Regions from separate parts of the Zea mays genome. Here region 2 is linked to region 1. The links are chromatin contacts, called in public Hi-C maps. All regions are on one chromosome and are shown on one strand. Each heading gives the region's core, a stretch centred on a gene start, on an enhancer-like site or on the middle of the called end of the contact. The rest is flanking DNA. Distances are from core to core; before and after follow the strand shown. Region 1 has its middle 53 kb from the start of LOC103650819. Region 2 holds the start of LOC100285922 (ankyrin protein kinase-like).

Evidence for each region. A called contact is a pair of places that touch in the nucleus more often than the background predicts.
Region 2: a Hi-C map of leaf shows a contact between it and region 1, with 5 times the contacts expected there. The contact joins the promoter of LOC100285922 here to the enhancer-like site in region 1. A contact is called at or near these places in 6 of 25 Hi-C or Micro-C datasets (bundle sheath, ear, leaf and 1 more) and 1 of 3 datasets of contacts at active chromatin or transcription factors (leaf).

The regions. Positions count from the first base shown.
Region 1 is chr1:108,738,477-108,745,772 of Zm-B73-REFERENCE-NAM-5.0, forward strand. No RefSeq gene overlaps it. Among protein-coding and RNA genes, the nearest start is that of LOC103650819, 53 kb to the right of the region's middle. Within about 2 kb of position 3,060, at least 10 of the 20 cell types and tissues checked have an H3K27ac peak or open chromatin away from gene starts, as enhancers often do. A contact at or near this core is called in bundle sheath, ear and leaf, where this site is marked.
Region 2 is chr1:108,818,998-108,826,293 of Zm-B73-REFERENCE-NAM-5.0, forward strand. It overlaps LOC100285922 (ankyrin protein kinase-like), which reads left to right and starts at 4,717. Exons shown (of 4, transcript NM_001158811.1): 1 at 4,717-4,746; 2 at 4,914-6,503; 3 at 6,602-6,679; 4 at 6,799-7,296. The coding sequence starts at 4,960. The coding sequence ends at 7,009.

The sequences.
Region 1 (7,296 bases), core at 1,810-4,309:
GTTTAAAACAGTGCTCGGCATGGTGAAAGAATGTAGTGATCTAGTCTTGGTGTCATCCGAGATGGCGAAAAGTAGATTGGACACCTATCTTGTTGTTACAGTAGCCATCCTGTCTTCAGCGGGGTTAGCGGGAGAGCAGGCGGTATCGTGTGTTTCTCTGTTGGTGCAGTTCGCAGAGGCCGGGCTTGGGTGAGGCAGAGATTTCTCCTGAGGCCGAGGCCGGGTCAGAACATTGATATGCAGTCATGATCGGAGTGGTTGGAATAGTGGTTGGAGTGGGGAAATAGTGCTAGATATTCATGCCCTGACCGTCTTGTGCATAGTAAAAAGTAGATTAGACTAGGGTCGTGTCACCCTTTATTGACTTTGGTGCCCGTGGTGGTGTAGGTGGTTGTATAGACTGTATTAAATGCACATGTTCTAGGGTCTGAGAAGTTGGCCGAGGTCGGGCTCATGCTGGGACCTCGCTCGAGATGCTCTTGGGTGAGGCGAACATGCAAAACCCGCCCGAAGGTGTCCTCTGGTGAGTCACGAACCCCACGCAGGTGTATTGTTCGCCCGAGGTTGGGCTCGGGTGAAGCGTAGTTGCGCAAGCGACGCGCGGTGCCTCGGGTGAATCATGATTCAGGTCCCACATGGCCTTAGAATGTTGGGAGCGTGTTTGTTCTGTGATCCCTTTTTACTCGGGTGTCTAGATACGTTTAGGGCTGCTGTGGTGATCAGGGATCCATGGGGAAGGAATTCCCTTGCTATTCAAAATTGAATAACATGAGGATTCCTTCCCCATAGATCCTCTCGTGATACCTGGTCACCAAATCAGCCCATAGGGATGTACCCTGGATACCCTAATTATGGTACCTGACAGGTTGGTTCTAGGAGGTGGGATCTAGAAAAGAATCCTCCCAACTAGTTGTGCAGAACATATGATCAAGCTTGACAAGGGTGGGATCCTCCGTCTGATTCGACTAGGTGAATTTCCTTCCAAGCAACGAGATTTCCATTAGGTCCAAGGAATTGATTAGGCTTCTAAAATTTTCCAATAGAGTCCTGCTACTATTGGAATTGTTCTTATCCTCTAACCTATATATCAGATTAAATTGACCACATATGATCCACAACCCATCAAACTCATCCTTGACCTCACGTAATTCCTAAAGGAAATAAAACTTGAGACTGACCTAATGAGGCCCATACACACCTGTGAACCACCAAGGAACACCGGACTCCTCTTGAAATTGAATTGAAAGAGAATAATTCTTGATAACAGATGCAACAGATACAAAGAAACCATCGCGCCAAGCTATCAACACACACACCTCCCCTGGTTCCTTGAGCTAGGCTGAAAGCAAAGTTACTAAACCCAGATCCAAGAAAAGAAAGAATATCAAATTCCGAAATGGAGCATAATTTGGTTTCTTGTAGGCAAACAATGGAAGGCCTAATGTCAACAACCAGAGATTTAACAAAATCTCTCTTAGCACGCCTGTTAAAGCCTCTTACATTCCAAATAAGAAAGCAGTCGACATCCATGGACATAGAAAAGATTACCAAAAGACCATACAACACAATGGCCTAGTCATGCCCTCTTGAGGCACCTCCCAGCCAAACAACACCGCCAGTGTAGCAATGTGATCACTTGAGAGTCCAGTAACAAAAAGCTTTACAAAATTACTGGCATCCTTGAAGATGTTCTCATTATCATAACAGAACCCCAAATGTCTGCAAACCTGGGCAGCAGCGCTGGATCCTAGCTCTGGAGGAAACTTAGGCTCTATTTGGATCCACCTAGTTTCTTAGAAAATGGTTTTTAAACTAGACACAACAAGCCAATTTTTTAATTCAGTTTCTAAAAACCGGTTTCTCAGTTTCTTAAAAAACAAGAAGCTGCACTCCACTAGCTAAAACTAGTTTCTAAGAAACTAGGTGGATCCAAACACTTTTTCCTAGTTTTTTTTTAAAGCCAGTTTGTAGAAACCAGTTTTTAGGAAACTAGGGTGGATCCAAACACAGCATTAGCCACTCTCCTGCTTCTTCTAGGTTGAAAATTACTCGGCAATGTTCTCCTCTTCCTGTGTTTGGTAGACCGAGGAGCGGGCAGCAAACCAGCAACTCATCAATGGCTTTAGTGACACAATTCTTGAACTCTTGCAGCGAAGCTGATAGCATAGAATTATCCACCTGATCTGGGTGCACATGGATCCTCCTCCTCCTGGAGTACACTTTGAAAACAGGAGGCTTAGCTCTCCATCCGCACCCGAAGGATTAATCCCAGAGACAGTCTGTTCAGTGGTTCCTCTGCATATACATAGCGCTCATCAGGATTAGCCAACTGAGAAGCGTCATCCAACCTGACAGAAAAAGCCCCCGAAACAATATTCCCAGAACAGGTTGCACAGATATTGGACCAACACACACGCCCAGACCAATCCCCTGGACAGAAAATGGCGCCAGACATTCATTCAAACAATCATTTAAAGACCCACTCGGGGGCAGCTCCCCCTCCAGCCCAAAAGAATCCCTAGAGTCCAGCTGACCAACAGGAACCAAATCAACACATGTATATAATATTTTATATGGATTTACAACACAAATTTGACATTACTAAATTACTTTTCGTAATAAGTAACTTTTGTTGTATGAGATAATATATTTTTATCTTTTATAGATTTAAAGGTAAAAAATCAGAGTTTGGATAAACCTAGATAGACTTTCTTCAAGTTTTGGAGCGAAGATACGAGCTCTTTTCTAGAGTATCAAATACATCAACAGAACTACAGAAGTATAAAAAATAGGTGTGGCGACAAAGTAAAGGAAAAAATGGCACTATATATCAGATGTGTTCCTTCCTGAATAGCTGGAACGGCTCAGTGGTGGCGATTGTTTGGTTGGAATGCATGAGGTAGTGGGGATGAGGCTCCCGACAGCGTTTGAGGGAGGGAAGGGCTGTTAGGCAAGCGAGCGCCGTGAAACCTGTTGGCACTTGAGTAGGGAGGGTCCCTTTTGACAGCGGACCACACGCACGTCGCGGCAGCGATCGGAGCGCGGCTGTTGAGCCGCAGAATAGGCGGCCGGACGGTCTGTCACTGGGCCCGGACGCTCCGCGGTACAGACGGTCTGTCATTGGGGCTGGACGGTCCATGCGCGTAGAACAGGTTTCTGAGTTTCTTACTGTGTTTGTTGACGAAATTCACGAAATTAACTTGAGGAGTTTGTTTGTAACGGGTCCAGCCCTCCTCCTTTATAAAAGCAGAGTAATACGGCCGATTTGTAATCATCAATCGAATCAATAACACTTTTATCTCGCATTTATTTTCTGTACAATTACGAGTAGTTTTAGTCTAGTTCTAGTTTAGCATCTCAATCCCCAAATTCTCCGCTTCTCTTCGGCTTTACGTCGATTAAAGGAGTCTAAGTCGGTCTGCTCGAGCCTAAACATCACATAGGATCTCTCCTCCCCGACAGGGTCCCTCCCGAGAGCGAGATCCAGGCGCCGCCGGCAACCTTCGCCGCCCCCTGTGCACGCGCGGACCGTCCGGCCCCAGGGCACGGATCGTCCGGCCGTCAGGCAGGAAAACCTAAGCCCTACACTAGGCCGCGGACCGTCCGGCCCCTGGCCGCGGACCGTCCGCCCCTGTGCAGAGAGCACCGCTGTCGGTTCTTGTTTAGTGATTGGCGCTCCAAAAAGGCACCAACACACTTTTTGGCGACTCCGCTGGGGACAACACATATAGACCTATCAAATCGGTCCTCAATGGTCGGTTCAAGGTATAACTCTGAAGTCTCCCCAGCAATATCATAGAGCCGACTTGGGAAACCTTGCCGGCTGACGAACAGCTCCAGTTCGAGGAGCACAAGGAGCAGCTGATCCAAGAGGCAAAGGCGAAGTTCCTGGCCAACTTCAAAGTGGACAGGAACAACAAGGTCGTTTGGCAACGGGCGACGGATCTGGCTTCGCTTCGACCTACTACGACTACCCCTGAGGTAAGCAACACAAACGAGCTACAATCTCTTAAAAATTATGTAGATGAACAGTAAAAACAAATGCAAAATATTATAGGGGGTATGCAAAATGATTATAGGAGGCTAGTACGTGTGTTTGATAAATCTACTATTGCAAATTTTCCATCGCACGAGGTTGAATTTGGGGAAAACACGTGTAATTCATCAGCTACAAGTTGTCACGACCAGTTACAAACCCTGTATGGGATGCCGATAAACACATGCCCTGGGCAACCCCATCCTCCTACGCACATCGACAATAAATTAGCTGATCTGCACAAGACCGGACCGTCCGCACGTGAGCGCAGACCGTCCGGGCCAGCAACGGTCGGGCCCATTTTTAATGAATTACCCAGACATGCGCCCGAGCCACAACGTACTACGCAGAATCTAAATTACCCAGTCAGACCGTCTGCATATAGTGACGGACGGTCCGCGTACAATCACGGACGGTCCGGGCACATACCCGGACAGTCCACGCATACCGTCGGACGGTCCGCATATCCAACCGGACGGTCTGGAGCAGAGTTTTTTGAGGAGGATTGCTACTTGAATCCTCATCCGTCCCAGCAACACCTTCCCTCACACTACACAATGCACCAGCCCATTGACACGGATCCTCCGGCCCATGGGAACGAATACTTTCCGGCCCCGCCTAGAAGGCCGGAAAGGAACAGTCAATCCTATGAACCATATAGGCAAATAGTAATGCACCATATAACTCAAACCAATGGGGGAAGACAACATGCTAATATCCAGTCAATCCCACCTATGGTTGACCAGAGAGCCGGTGGTCTCGCACTGGCTGCCATTGATATAGTAAGGGAAGAAATAGCCGGGGCGTTCCGAGATAAGCTCGGAGTAAGCATGGTCCCTAGGGGCAATCATATCGGAAACCTTATGACAGCCGATTTGATCATCACCCATACCCACAGGGAACCAGGATACCCGAATTCGCAAAATTTTTGGGTGATCAAGGAAAAAGCACACGTGAGCATATTGGCCAGTTTCTAGCACAATTAGGAGAATTGGCCGACACAGAAGCATTCCGCGTACGTTTATTTTCGTTATCCTTGACAGGAACGACATTCGCATGGTACGCCACACTGCCTCCTAATTCTATTTCATCATGGGGGGATTCAGAACAAAAATTTCATGACCACTTTTTCTCCGGTGACTATGAGTTAGATTTGGTAGACCTAGTGGCCCTGCGGCAAGTGAAGGATGAATCGGTTAATGAATACATCCAGAGGTTCCAGGATACAAGAAACTGATGCTTCCAAATTCATTTATCAGAAAAACAAATAGCAGGATTAGCCTTTAATTGGTTGCGATATTATTTAAAAAAAAGATTAGAGGGCATCCAATTTTTCACACTAGCACAATTACACCAAAGAGCTTTGGCCTGTGAAAGCTGAAGCAAAGAAGCTACCAAAAATATTCGTCATAATGTCCATATAGTAGAATGCGACCAAAATAGCTCGGACGACGAATCAACGGAAGTGTATGCTGCTGAAATGGTTTGGCCAAATCCTCGGCTTGTTCCTCCTTACAGTCGGTTCAAAAGAAACGGCAAGAGGAGGTTAAATTTACATTTAATGTTGGCAAATGTGACAAGATATTCGATGAATTACTTAAAAATAGCAACATTAAAATAAATCATAATGTTCCATCCGCCGACGAACTGAAACGTCGTGCATACTGCAAGTGGCATAACTCATTTTCTCATGCCACTAATGATTGTAATGTATTCCATCGACAGATTCAATCGGCCATTAACGAAGGACGATTAAAATTTTAGGAAATGCAGGTAGACACGGAGTCCTTTCCAATGAACATGATCGACTTCGAGGGCAAAAAGGTCCTAATTCGGCCCAGCGCGACCAATAAGGAAAAGACAAAGAAACCATCATCGGCAACGCACGGGAGGCCGATGCAAGTAATAAAGTTTCTTGCAGGAAAGTGGTGGCTGAAAAAACTCCTGATGGAGGAGAAACCCTGAAAGTGACCATCACAACCGCTGGCACTGAGGGGCAAGCACGGACTTGGGGACAGGCGCGGGAACCTGTGCTGCACATCACGAACAGTCTGACATCGAGGCACGGACAGTCCAAAGCTTCTCCGGACGGTCAGAAGAATTCCAGCGGACACTCCGGCTACATTCAGGGCCCGCAACGACCACGTACGTTCAAACCGCGACGACCAGAGATAGGTACGTGGAAAACAAATACATTTAAAGCAGCTGGTCGGCTGGTCAAATCCGGTCCGACTTTTGATCAATTATTATCCAAATATGTGAAAAAGAAGGCCGGCCCAGTGACCGGCCAGCGAAGCAACCTCGCTCACCCGTTCGTGAGCAACGTCAGGTAAGACCGATTGGACCACCTCACCATTCAGAAGAAATGGAAGGTCATATTGTCCAATTAAGACCTAACATACCTGCATGGACACCACCATCCTCATATCCACCTATGACATATCCATACACGTACATACCTCCACCAAATCAAATGTGGGGTATGCCACCATATCCATTTGGGATGCCACAGTGCCCCACTTGGGGGGCACCCCAAACATCTATATTCAATAGGTTGGCACCTCCAGTACAAGACTGATTGAGCGCCGCCCAATCCGATCAACAAGTACAGGCCCAACAAGATTGCTGGACTACTCGGCCTCAAAGGACGACCAATCCGGCAGGGGGGCATATACCTGCAGCGACCAAAAGAACGACAAAAAAGGACATCATCAAAATAGGTATTGCAGATGTCATCATACAGGAAAATAATGAAGGGCCGATGATTTTCGATGAATCGGCCAACACAACCAAAAAAGAGGATACGGTTACCATCAAAACAGCCGATCCAAAATACTCTATGCCTCGATGGTGCCCGTTGGGATTGACACGATCCCAAAAGTGAAAATTATAGCGCCTAAGGGCAAAAGAGAACCAGGAAAAGGAGGCGGAAAAGATATTCAATGACACACATCCACAGTACCTGCCACCACAAAAGAAATGGAGACCAAAGGCCGTTGAAGAAAAGCAAATGGCCACAAAAATAGAAAATAAAACAACACTTGTGCAGCACCCTGCAGATATGACAGACAGCTCGGCCAAAAAGGCCGAACCATCGGCACCAGGCGCGGACCGTCCGACCCCTGAGTCCAGACCGTCCGCACCAAACTAGGACGCCTCCAACGACGTGCCAACATCAATGGAGGAGGACAACTTGCTGGGAGAGGACTTGGTTGACTACGAAGCCTCTCCAGAGCGCCTAGGTATGGATATAAATGTTA
Region 2 (7,296 bases), core at 3,467-5,966, 82 kb after region 1:
ATGAATTTATAAGACTATTTGTGTATTGTTAATTTCTTTTTACAGAAAACATAAAAAACAATTAAATTCGTAAAATATTTTAGTGTCGACCAAAAATACAAATAAGTTACTAAGACTAATAAACATTATATAATAAGATAACCTCAAGTCCCCACATGAAAATGATAAAGTGAAGGCTGATTACTTTAAAATTTGGATACTTAGAGTGATTTTATGTGTAACTTAGGCAATAAGTTAAAATAAAATAGAAAATTGATGGCATTTTGTAGATTTTATGGTCCAAATATTTTTGAGAACTATATACGGAGTTATGTTGCGCCTACGAAAAAATTCATGGATTTCTGAGGCTACTAGCGTATTATTAATTTTTTTCTTCTGAAAATCATCAAAATGGACACAGCTATCTGGATATCCGGGAAGATATATCCGAAAATATATCCAGATGTCCGAGAAGAGATATTCGAAAACATATTCATATATCCAAAATCTGACGGATATCAGTCATCCCATATCTGTATCCGATATCCGGACTATAATATCCGGATTCGAATACGAAAATCCAGATATACCACGGATATCCGAAAAAAAGCTATCCACGATCGAATGCTCAGATAATATTCATACCATTTACACCTCTAGTGTGGTGGCTATGACGGTTGGAACTGAACTTTCCCCATCTCGTGTTTAGTTGTGTCTCTAAACCTGTTATTGCTTCCTCCTCATGCTGTCCAGAAATCTATCCATTCCAAATCTAGTGAAATGTAGTACGCATCGGTCTAGAAACTTTTTGGTTCCCAACATGCTCCTTCCTGCAACTGCAAGCGTATGCGCAACGTCGATCGGGTCCGAACTCCGAACACGTTCGACGCCCTGATAAACGAGACTATAAAACGTCGAAAGGCGAAGGAAAAAAAAATTGCAGCGAGTGAGCCGACCGCAATAGCTAGCACGGAGGGCGACGGCTTACCACGCAGACGCAGGCGTGGGGCCGGGGATTTTATTTGAAGACCAGGGTGCATCAATCTGTCTAGCCCTCTTGAATGTCCCCTCGTGACCAAGGGACGCAGAGGCCAGAGCGCGAGATCTCAGATCCCAGGCCGCGCGGCCACCGACAGACAGATCGGTGGGTTTGCATGCATGCACCCACGCATGCAGGCGCAGAGGATCCGTTCCAGGTAGAAGCAGAGGCAGGCACAGGCACAGCAGCGCCCCACCTCACTCCAATGGCGGTGCTTGACAGGCAGGCACAAAAGGCAGCTACACTAGAGCCTAGAGGCTGCATCCATCCAAGGCTCCAAGCAGAGATCACGTGCTTCCGTTTTCGGCGCGGCGCGGCGGTGCGTGCAGCGTGCATGTCGCCTGTGTGCGTGGCGGCGGCCGGCGTGCTCCCTCCGCCAATGCGCACATGGGCTGGGACGAAGCCCGCTCGCCATGAGTCTCAGTGTCCTCAGTCCTCACGGTGAACGCCTTAGATACAGCCGAGTGGTTTTGGGACGGACAAACGCAACGCAAGACAACAGCAGCGATATACCAAAAGTTACCAATATAATTGGATTGAGTACAATCTTCATGTCCTAAACCAAGTCACGGATCTAGCAATGGTATGGAACTAGATACTCTTATCTTTCTCTATGTCGTCATCATCATTATTATATATATCCATGCATGTGCCATGTCTTGTAACCACATAAGCAATAAGGACCTCCTCAACCAATAATAATTTCGGTTGTTGTCAGTTGTCACGTACACGCGGTACAGTGTCTCGTCCATCGGTAAAATGGTCCCGGTGGACCGACATAACCATGCGTTCGTTATATGCATGAACACAACCTGCCACAGCCAAATTATGTCAAGTGAATAGGAACCTTAGACTAAAACATGTGGGGGGGTGAAACTTTGAGCTCTCATATGATGAAATTCCTAGAGTTTCATTCCCTAGCAAACAGGGTCAGATGGGTTCCGTCTTTTTCAGGGGAATCAAAACACATCTTCCTCTACTGCATGTGATATGGCATTGTAATAAATAAGTTTTTATAACAAATAACTTTACATTAAACTAAGAACAACGGACATGAAGTATGTCCAAAGGGACCTAGATACATTAGAGATTCCACTCTCCCTTTTCTTTGCTAGGGTGTGAGCTGTGGAGGTCTGTCTTCTTGAGATTTTTGTAGATACGGTGTGCACACTCTGAGCGGAGGGATTTGAGCTCTTCCTGAAATGGAAAAAAGGTCTCCAAGGTGGCACTTGAGTAGGCTCGATCTGACTGAGCCATCGTTTGGTTTGGATCACTGTTTGGTACAGAGACTTTACCAATTTACTAATTTAGTCTATCTCCAGCTACACTAAATTTCATCATTTAAGAGAAAATGTTTTATATTTTTTATAACACACTTTAAAAATTTTTGTTCTCTATATCTTTACCAACTCCAGCACTGTTCTCTAAATTTTATCCTCTATACTCTTTCCAACCATATTAACATAATTCGTTTTCACCAATTTTTTCCGAATGGATCAACTGAATTGACCGTTGACATTTTTTTTTTAAAATTGTTGCATACGTTGGAATATTTTTTTTATTGTTGCCATACTGAGCCGGCACATCACAGGGGAAAAAACGATCCTAAGGTTTTTGTGATTCGACTAGAAAGCACAAACAGGAAATTGAGATCAAAATTGCCGTGAGATGCCAATGTCTCCAGTCTCACGATCAGTCGTCCCAAGCAGTAGAGCAGAGCATCCAGGCACAACGGTGTGGGCCCCCAAGGCTTACAGCAAGACATAATCCAAAACATAATCCGTAGCACATCTGCTCAAGTAGGTGCCATCGCGGGAGCCATAATCCAAAACAATCCGTAACACATATTCATTCTCGAATACTTGTCGTCGGTTAATTTATTTTTGAAAAAAAAAACATAATAACGAATGAAAAAGAATGGAGGGAGGGATTACATTATTAGGACGTGCACTTGTCAACTGCGCGCGTCAAATCCAAGTCAAAGGGAAATGCAGCCCGCCGCGTCAGTTGGCGCCGCACTCACGTCGAAGCTGATTGAGCAGTCACCACCACCCAGGCACTCACCGCACACACTCCCGGCAGTGTAGTGCAACCGGCCGAACCCGGGCAGTGGCAGTCACCCAGCTTGCATGCACTGATGGACTGGCAGAGTGTACCGGTACCGAACGCCCAAACTAGTGTACCGTGCGTAGGTAGGAGTAGCACACACTAGTAGGACGAAGCGAAAGGAGAGAAAAAAAAAAGAAGGGACAGGGCAGCAACCGAGTCGCATGTGCGCCGGACTCACCCGAGTCCGAGGAACGTTTCGTTCCGACGCTGCTGGCGCTTTGCTGGACGGACTCGTTGGGATTCAGCAGTAAACGGGCCGGGGCCGTGATCTGGTCCAGGAATTAGGCGTGCGAGAGGCAGGTTTCGTCGACTAGTAGTAGGAGAGTAGGGCGAGGGCATCGTTGACGTGCCTTTTTGGCTGCTTTTGCTGTACTGTGCGTGCCTGCGTGCGGGAAAGAAGTTGAGGCTTGTGCCAAAAGAAAAGTTCTTTAAGGCCCTGTTTGTTTCCCTCTAGGATTATATAATCTAGATTATGGATTATACAAGCATCTATTGACGTGCTTATGGATTATTATAATCTAGGTATCTAGATTACATAATCCACCTAATAATCTGTGTTGTTTGTTTACCTCTTAACTTATTTAAGCTGGATTATATAATCTAGAGGGTAAACAAACAGGGCCTAAATCATACGCTCACAAAAGAATTAAGGTAGAACTCAGCTAAAAAGCAGTAGCTTTCTCTGGCTTCGCCACACCACTACATACGGTTTTTATGAGACTATATTGTACAAGCTTTATACAGAGCTTATTCATCACTACTAATAAATGGTTTAACTGCTCAAACTTCCAAAAAAAAACCCGGCTTTACTAATAAAGTGCAGCCGTGGCGGACGAGAAGGTTGCGGCCGGGTGGGTACGAGTACGAGAAAACTCCACCAATGACAAAGGGGTGCGCCAGTTTTCTATTTTCACCGTAGCATGGACCGATGGAGACCCATACCGCAGCAAGGTCCGGGGTCCCCTCCCGGAAACAACCACTAGTGCAGTGTGAAAATGCGAGATCGATCTGGACGGACGCGTCGTCGGCCAGCCAAAGTCGCACTCTGCGACTTCCACTCGCCTATCGCGGGGACAAGGGCACTAGCGGTTTGTGGGAGTGCCCGCGCGCCGAACCAACCAGGCATGCAATCATGTAAAATAGTACTACTACTAGTATTAGCGTGTGCCGTTCGGCCGATGACCACTGCCTGCCGCCGTCCGTTTGGCTCGCCACCATTTCTTCCCTGCCCTTCCCTGTTTCCTGGCCTGGCTTTATAATCTCTCGGTCGCTACTGATTGCCCGGGTCACTACTTCCTTCGGTTTTACTATCCCTTCGTTTCCGCTAGCCTTCTCCTTCCAGAGCAACCGCGCCATTCGTCTCCTCCGTCTCGTTCGTAGTGCAACACATACAGCCTCGTCTGGTGAAGTGAAAGAACGACAAGATCTGTGGTACGGCGGTGCCGGCCGACATCCACCCACTGTGCTACCCCTTGCGGTTCCAGCCAGCGCAGCGATCGATTCCCGCTGGCCGCTGCCGTCGGTGCCTGCCCGGTCCTCCACTCCTCCCGCTACTAGTACTAGTACCAGCACACTCCACTGTCCACTCCACTGCCAGTGCCATCCCATTCCCATCCGAGGTAAACGCGTCAACGCGACCAGCTCACCTCGTCATCTCCCATTCTCTTTCATATTTGCATGCATCTCGGTTCTCGGATGTTCGTCCCCTGCGCCTTTTTTTCTTCTTCTCTGCCACCCCGCACCCCGCACCCCGGTAATAAAAGTTTAATTTCTCCTCGCGTTACAGCTGCAGCGCTCGACGACGGGGAGAATAGCGTGGCGTGGGCGGCGCCATGAAGTACAGCAAGGAAGATAAGCCCGAGAGGGCGGGCGGCGCCGGCGCAGGGTCCAGGGCGGTGCCGGTGGCGCTCGTCGTCGTCGTGCTCTGCGCCTTCTCCTTCTACCTGGGCGGCATCTACAGCACGGGACGGAGCCTGCTGGACTCCATCCAGCCGGCGCCGACGGCTCTCCTCGCCCTCGGCGCCGCCACGACGACCCGCCGTCCCTCCGACGACGGCCAGGCTCGGCCGGCACTGGCGTCCACGGCCGCCGTGGCGTTCCCCGAGTGCCCCGCCGACTACCAGGACTACACCCCCTGCACCGACCCCAAGCGCTGGCGGAGGTACGGCAACTACCGCCTCAGCTTCATGGAGCGGCACTGCCCGCCGCCGCCCGACCGGCAGCAGTGCCTGGTGCCGCCGCCCAAGGGGTACAAGCCGCCCATCCGGTGGCCCAAGAGCAAGGACCAGTGCTGGTACCGGAACGTCCCCTACGACTGGATCAACAGCCAGAAGTCCAACCAGCACTGGCTCGTCAAGGAGGGCGACCGCTTCCGGTTCCCCGGCGGCGGCACCATGTTCCCCAACGGCGTCGGCGCGTACGTGGACCTGATGCAGGGCCTGGTCCCGGGCATGCGCGACGGCACCGTCCGCACCGCGCTCGACACCGGCTGCGGCGTCGCCAGCTGGGGCGGCGACCTGCTGGGGCGGGGCATCCTCACCGTGTCGCTGGCGCCCAGGGACAACCACGAGGCCCAGGTGCAGTTCGCGCTGGAGCGCGGCATCCCGGCCATCCTCGGCATCATCTCCACGCAGCGCCTGCCGTTCCCGTCCGCCGCCTTCGACATGGCGCACTGCTCGCGCTGCCTCATCCCCTGGACCGAGTTCGGCGGCCTCTACCTCCTGGAGATCCACCGCGTCCTCCGCCCGGGCGGCTTCTGGGTGCTCTCCGGCCCGCCCGTCAACTACGAGAACCGCTGGCACGGCTGGAACACCACCGCGCAGGCGCAGAAGGCCGACCTGGACAGGCTCAAGAAGATGCTGGCCAGCATGTGCTTCAAGCTCTACAGCATGAAGGGGGACATCGCCGTGTGGCAGAAGTCCGCCGACGCCTGCTACGACAAGCTCACCCCGGTCACCACGCCCGCCAAGTGCGACGACAGCGTCGACCCCGACGCCGCCTGGTACGTGCCCATGCGCTCCTGCGTCACGGCTCCCAGCCCCAAGTACAGGAAGCTGGGGCTCAACGCCACGCCCAAGTGGCCCCAGAGGCTCAGCGTCGCCCCGGAGCGCATCAGCGTCGTCCCGGGCAGCAGCGCCGCCGCCTTCAAGCAGGACGACGCCCGGTGGAAGCTCAGGGTCAAGCACTACAAGACGCTGCTGCCGGCGCTGGGGAGCGACAAGATCAGGAACGTCATGGACATGAACACCGTGTACGGAGGATTCGCAGGCAGCCTCATCAAGGACCCCGTCTGGGTCATGAACGTCGTCTCCTCCTACGGCCCAAACTCCCTCGGCGTCGTCTACGACAGAGGGCTCATCGGCGTCAACCACGACTGGTTGGTAACTTAATTATATCTTCGATTGGTTCCAATCAAGTTCAGTAGCTAATTGCCTCATCCACGGATGGTATACTAATAATAATGTTTATTTACAGGTGTGAGGCGTTCTCGACATATCCACGCACCTATGACCTGTTGCATCTTGATGGCCTGTTCACAGCAGAGTCTCACAGGTAAGAGAAGAAGAAGAAGAAGCAGCAGCAACGAATGGATCTCAGTTTCTCAGCTCTGCAAATTCAATAATCCAAAATAAATAAATATCATCACCAACCAATTGCAATTGCAACTGCAGGTGCGAGATGAAGTACGTGCTCCTTGAGATGGACCGTATCCTTCGTCCCACGGGCTACGCCATAATCCGGGAGAGCACCTACTTCCTCGATTCTGTGGCACCCATTGCCAAAGGGATGCGATGGAGCTGCGAGAAGCACAGCAGCGAGAACAAGGCCGACAAGGACAAGATCCTCGTCTGCCAGAAAAAGCTTTGGGCAGGAAAGCAGTGACGAGAGAGGATCATCCTTCTTCCTTCCGAGTATAAAAAAGTAGGCATCCAGATCGGCCAACAAGGCAAGAGGCGCTTCAATACACATGGAAGATGAGCGAGTACTTCTGATACAAAGAGTGTTCGGCAGTTATTATCAAAATAAATAAGCCGAGTAAAACTCCATATAGGATCCAACAGTTACCATTTTTCATTAATCACAGTTTAATTCTTTTTCTGTACCGACAGTTTGTAGGCAAGGAGTGGGTCAATTCATATACCATATGGTGAGCAAATGTAAGTTTACTC